Linked DNA regions of Zea mays: region 2 is linked to region 1. A link is a contact called in public Hi-C data. All regions are on one chromosome and are shown on one strand. Each heading gives the region's core, a stretch centred on a gene start, on an enhancer-like site or on the middle of the called end of the contact. The rest is flanking DNA. Distances are from core to core; before and after follow the strand shown. Region 1 has its middle 13 kb from the start of LOC118476960. Region 2 holds the start of LOC100273023 (Acetylglutamate kinase chloroplastic).

What was found. A called contact is a pair of places that touch in the nucleus more often than the background predicts.
Region 2: a Hi-C map of tassel shows a contact between it and region 1, with 2.0 times the contacts expected there. The contact joins the promoter of LOC100273023 here to the enhancer-like site in region 1. A contact is called at or near these places in 2 of 25 Hi-C or Micro-C datasets (ear and tassel).

The regions. Positions count from the first base shown.
Region 1 is chr4:157,267,657-157,270,738 of Zm-B73-REFERENCE-NAM-5.0, reverse strand. No RefSeq gene overlaps it. Among protein-coding and RNA genes, the nearest start is that of LOC118476960, 13 kb to the right of the region's middle. Within about 2 kb of position 1,723, at least 16 of the 20 cell types and tissues checked have an H3K27ac peak or open chromatin away from gene starts, as enhancers often do. A contact at or near this core is called in ear and tassel, where this site is marked.
Region 2 is chr4:157,751,601-157,754,594 of Zm-B73-REFERENCE-NAM-5.0, reverse strand. LOC100273023 (Acetylglutamate kinase chloroplastic) reads right to left here and starts at 1,643. Exons shown (of 1, transcript NM_001147473.1): 1 at 282-1,643. The coding sequence starts at 1,571. The coding sequence ends at 531. LOC103653870 reads left to right here. Exons shown (of 5, transcript XM_008680681.4): 5 at 12-348. The coding sequence ends at 42.

The sequences.
Region 1 (3,082 bases), core at 474-2,973:
AAGACCGAGGCCTGCGTAAAAAGGATAAGAGATAATACCATCTTTTGCTAAGTTTTCACTGGTTTTAACTGCCCCAACCCAACTAATTGTTAGTTGAGGGTACAAGTAACAATTAGCTGTGGTTTTAGCTGAATTGTTTGGAACACCCTACAACTAATTTTAGTTGCTAACAAATCTTTAGAGGTTAGAAACAAGCCCTTCCGCTAACTAATAAACTCATGTGAATGTTATAGGAAAGGATTCAAGGTACATCAACATACTCATTATTTACCAATGTTTCACATATATGCACGCATACTCATGACTAGTATATATGATTCCTGCGACAGACTAAGACGATAAATCTTGAGATTGATAAGTTGTTATATGATTAGTTTCACATCAACTATTGCTAAACACAATCAGTTAAAAATATGAGAACTAGAAAAGTCAAGGTTGATATGTGCCCTTGACTAAAGAATAATGAGCCATTATCAAGATAGTTTGAGTCTTTCTTGGTGCTCTTAACTCATATATACTTGATTATACTAGTGGCTAACCAGCATTGTAGTGTAATGTTGTGTGGGAAAACATATATTTGATATGTTTGGTTTGGCTTTTTCTGACGAACTTCTTTGAGAATCTGGTTGTACGAAGAATCTGAATATCGTGGGAATTACGTGCGGAGAAAAATGAAGTAGTTCATGAGGTTTGGATCTAGAAAGCGACAGATTCCTACTGTCACCACGACTCAGCCGATACGTATTCATGTTGGTTTCGGACGATTTTCACCAAAGAGGTTCTAAGCGGGGTGAAAAGTAGGCATTTAGCATCCGCAGTAGCTTCTAGCGACCAGAATCATCAAAAAGGCTGAAACAAATAGGCTCTGGCCCCATTTTGTTTCGCTGGAATTGAATTCCGTTTTAATAATTATAATTTAGACAAAACTAATTAAGTTCATATATATATGTAATATATTTGTATATTATTCTAAATCATATGAGAGAGATAATTATATACTACATTTATGTTATAGAAAAGCAAGTAGAATAATGTGGTATAAGTTGTACATCGGAAACATAACATGTAAATCTATAAAATTAATTTCCAATCTCTTACCCCGTGAATTTGAGATAGGCTTATATGATAACTTTGAAAAGTGATGAAATGTCACATTCTAAAAAATTAGCCTATTCGATTAGTAAGATTCCAATTTCTCAAAATAAAAGTAAACAAACAGAGCCTCATTGTTTTATATATGTTGTCTCTACGAAGTGTAGATGATGGATGCGACTCTTAGTCTACCCTAAGGGCATGTACAACCTAGACACTGCTGCACGGTACTCCAAGTACAAGATATAACTAAAACACAACATAATACAGTGGTCATGTCTAAAACATGTGTCTTACGATATTCATTGTACCAATCAGAGCATTCAATAAATTAAAGTGACCAATCAGCTAGTCTCCTGTCTCGAACATAGAGCTAAGACACCGTGTCTTCGTCAAGATACGTGTCTTGAGTTTTTTTACATTCACCCCCCTAGACACACTCTAAGACACAACTTAAGACACCCATTGTACATGCCCTAACCGAACAAGCCGCTCGCGGCGAGCGGACCGAGGACGACGACGCTGGGAGTACTAGAGGCGGTGCTGCAGCGGAACTGCGGAAGAGCGCCTAGGCGTGTGTTTGTGTACGTTGTTGACTTGGGGAGGGTCTCGGAGGACGGAACGAAGCCAGGAAGGGACTAGTCGTAGTGCGTGGGCTGGATTGCAGGATTGGTGGGTGACACAGTCCTTCGGATCAGTTGCGTCATCCCGATAATTTTAGTCCGGCCCATGTAAACAAACATACAAAGTACGAGTTTGAGTTGCAGCATGGTTCATGGGCTGAGTTGCAGCATGGTTCATGGGCTAAAAGTGGGTGATCCTATGGCAAATTTTATTCTACTCCTAGGAGTATCCCATCTTTAATAAATAATATTATGTATGTATATAGTCATTTATCAGTTTAAATATATTTATGTAGTTATTTTAAAATATTGTAAATCTTGTTACGTAAATTATACTATTATTATAGTAATAAATAAAATAAGTATAAGTATATACTCTATAAATATTGGTATATTCGACATAAATACTACATTAGATTATCTAGTATCATTATGTACTTCATCTACACTTCGTCAAGCTATATATCTATACTATTCTATTAAGAAAGCTTTACCCTCCTCACGCCCAGCGCCCGCAAAAAATAGTGCAGAACGAGCACTCGAACCCTTTGGTATATTCGACATAAATACTGCATTAGATTATCTAGTATCATTATGTACTTCATCTACACTTCGTCAAGCTATATATCTATACTATTCTATTAAGAAAGCTTCACCCTCCTCACGCCCGGCGCCCGCAAAAAAAAGTGCAGAACAAGCACTTGAACCCACACTCCTCTGCTCTAGAAATTTGGGGCTAACCAACAGACCACATGTACCTTAGTGTTTAGAAATAATCTATATGATTCTATTAAGAACCTAACCGCAAAAAATAGTGTAGAACGAGCACTCAAACCCACCCCTCTCTACTCCAGAAATTTGGGGCTAACCACCAGACCACATGTACCTTAGTGTTTACAAATAAACAAAAAATATATTTATAGACTAGGAGCCCCACGCTCCCCCGCCCCGTGGCAACGCACGGGCACATACCTAATATACACTTAAATCTAGGAATTATATATTTGGAGACCTAGGCTTCCAAAATAAGCAAGGAAGCCCAAATCTAACGTTGTATCCAGTTTAGTCGCATCAGGTCTCGGGCGTCTATAAAAGAAGCCCCAGAGCCCTAGGGTTCCATTTTTTAGCGGCGTCGGCAGTGACGCCCCCATCACAATGCATGAGCGATGGCGCCCCCACACCACCGATACACGCACGACAGCGGTTCCTAAGGGAGCACGACAGCGACGGCCATTCGAGGCCGGAGCTGCGACGGCGGCCTCTCTTAGGCACAAGCGACAACAACTGCATCCCATAGGTGCGAAGAGCAATGACGGTTCCTAGATGTGCGTGCGACGATGACGGCTCCCCATGGCCGCACCTCAGCG
Region 2 (2,994 bases), core at 394-2,893, 480 kb before region 1:
TTTGGCTACAGTTATGAACGTTGGGATAACAAAGTGTGGTGAGGAGAAATTCTGGCATTCTACAAGCTCGTCTGTATATACATCGGTTGGAATTGTTTTGTAGAATACACCAAGCTTCATAGGTTACACAAAAAAAATTACCTATACTTTGGTTGTATCATTTAACCCTGGCAGATCAGACATGGGAATGTTGTTGTTCTGGGTCATATTTACGCTTCCTAGTCCAGCGTCAGAAAAATTATGTTTGCAGTCCTTCATTTGAAGGATATACAGTACTAACTGTTGAAATGGCCAGCATAATAAAATTATTTGTATAATAAATAAAGTTACATGCTGACTTTGATTTGATTCGTTCCTTGAACAACATAAATCTCAGATATCTCATGGAAAGACACTTATATTTGGTTGAGTTTAAAAGCTCATATTTCGTTTGCGAAAAAACAGACCGTTGGGTGCGTTGTGCAAAACAATTCCAACCGATGTCAATGTGTCGCACAAACCCCCTCTTGCAAACAAATAACAAGGCAGCTTTATCCGGTGATCATGGTGCCGGTGCCCTCGTCCGTGAGGATCTCGAGCAGCAGCGAGTGCGGGACGCGGCCGTCGATGATGCTGGCGGTGCGCACCCCCTGGGCGATGGCACGGATGCAGCACTCCACCTTGGGAATCATCCCGCCGCCGACCTTCTCCTCGGCCACCATCCGTCTCACCCCGGCGACGTCCACCTCCCTCACCAGGCTCCCTGGATCATCGCGGTCCGCCAGTATGCCGGACACGTCCGTGAGGAGCAGAAGCTTCTCGGCTCCCACCGCTGCCGCGATCTCCCCGGCGGCGGTGTCGGCGTTGATGTTGTAAGCCTGCCCGGCCTCGTCGGCCGCTACGGTGGCGATGACCGGGATGTGCCCGGACGCGATGATGGGGTGGAGTACGGCGGGGTCCACGCGCGTCACTTCGCCGACGAAGCCGAGGGAGGCGGCGTCAGGGGAGGGCCGCGCGGTGAGGAGGCGCGCGTCCTTGCCGCACAGCCCGACGGCGGTGGCACCCGCGAGGCTGATGAGGGACACGAGCTGCTTGTTGACCTTGCCCACAAGCACCATCTCCACGACCTCCATGGTGACCGCGTCGGTGACGCGGAGCCCGTTGCGGAACTGAGGCTCCACGCCGACGCGCGCCAGCCAGGAGTTGATCTCGGGCCCGCCGCCGTGGACGAGAATGGGGCGGAGGCCGACGCAAGACAGCAGGACCAGGTCGCGGATCACCGACGCCTGCAGCTCCGGCGACTTCATCGCCGCGCCACCGTACTTGACCACCACCGTCTTGCCCTTGAACCTCTGGATGAACGGGAGCGCCTCCGACAGCACGTCCACGCGGCTCAGTGCCGCCGCAGCGCCCGCTGCAGGTGACGCCGGTGTGGGCTGCGCCGCCGCCACCGAGGCGGCGGAGACCCGGAGACCGCCGCTGCGGTGGGACGCCGACGGGGTCAGGGCCACAACGCGGTTTGCGTTCAGGCTATGCTTCGGGGTCAGCGTGGAGGCGGCGGCGAGGGAGGGGTGGAGCTTCGTGAGCGGCATGGTTTGGAACGGGGGGTCGTTATGTTCGATGAAATGCCTCGCCTTGGGCGTATGCGGAAACGAGCTTGTTGCTCGGCACTGGAAGTGTGCCGCTGCGGCACAACGGAAGTGTGTAATTGTAGATAGGGATGCCTGCGGAGTAGGTGGCGACTGGCGAGTGTGACACCGGAGCTGGTCAGGTGGAGCAGCCGGCGGGCACGTGTTTTCGTTTGGGGATCGACTTGCTTGCAAATTTATGTATGTTGTTTAAGGGTTGTTTAGTTTGCTGTACAAGACATCACAATCTGTCTAACTGTCACATCCGATTTTAGAAGTCAAAATGAATACAAATATACGTGTCAGGATCATAATTCACGTACACAGCGATTACCTAAATAAATATCATTGCACATCACTGGACGACTATCCACAAACTTCTTATGTCCTTGTTGTGGAGAAGCATACTATGTCTGGAACAGATGAACTTTCACAACAGACATAATTGCATTATCATGACCGGATCGGGTATGCCTGGACTCTCAACCAAACATTTCTTGAAGCTTCTTAAGACCATTACCAAACTCCTGGTATATGGATTCTTGACCCGAATCCATCAGGTGTAGAGATCCTTGCTGTTTATGCACGGGGCTCGATGGAATCCGCTTATGTTATGATAATATCAATCTTGTTGTACCCACTCTCCGCTGGGTTGGTGTTTTCACAAGTGACATCGAACATCTTGAGTTCAAGTCAAAGGTGAGCTACCAAGACTTTAAGGAGGAAGATAATGTCAAATTCAACGGTCTGTTGAATCTTGAGACTATGAAGCTGTCAGAGGGCTGGTTGAAAGAAATACGTCACATGCAAGCGTACGACAAGAAGTTGTCCTTCGAAGAGTTAAAGCAACCGGGTTGTTCTTATTTTGCTGATGAGATGCTTCCCAAGCTGATCAAGCGTGCCAGTTCTTGAACTCCTGGAGTTCAGAAACAATGGATTTTTTTGTGATTTATGTGATACAAATATTATTTATTGGCAGTTACAGGTTGTAAGCATGTTTGTCTACTTTGTTTCATATATATGCTTAGAGCAACTCCAAAAACCTAGCTAAATTGATTAGTATATGCAAAAATAGAAAAAATAGGATTAAAATCCGATCTAACGGGCTCTCTTTCTTGCTCGCTACTGTATCCTGCTCGCCATCCTATCGAGATCGTTAGGTATTTTTGCCGAGTCTGTCCGCCTCACCATTCCCTCCTACCGTCACCCCTCTCGAGCCCTTGACGGTTGACGCCTACAGCACCGCTCCATCGCCTTGTCGTTCTCGTCGTCCTCTCGCCGCTCCCAAGCCTCGCCGTCCTCGCGTGCATTGGTAGATATGGCATGCCCAAGCTAGGAGGGGATTAACCGCAATATAAGGGAAGATCATATCAATTATTTTTCTTGG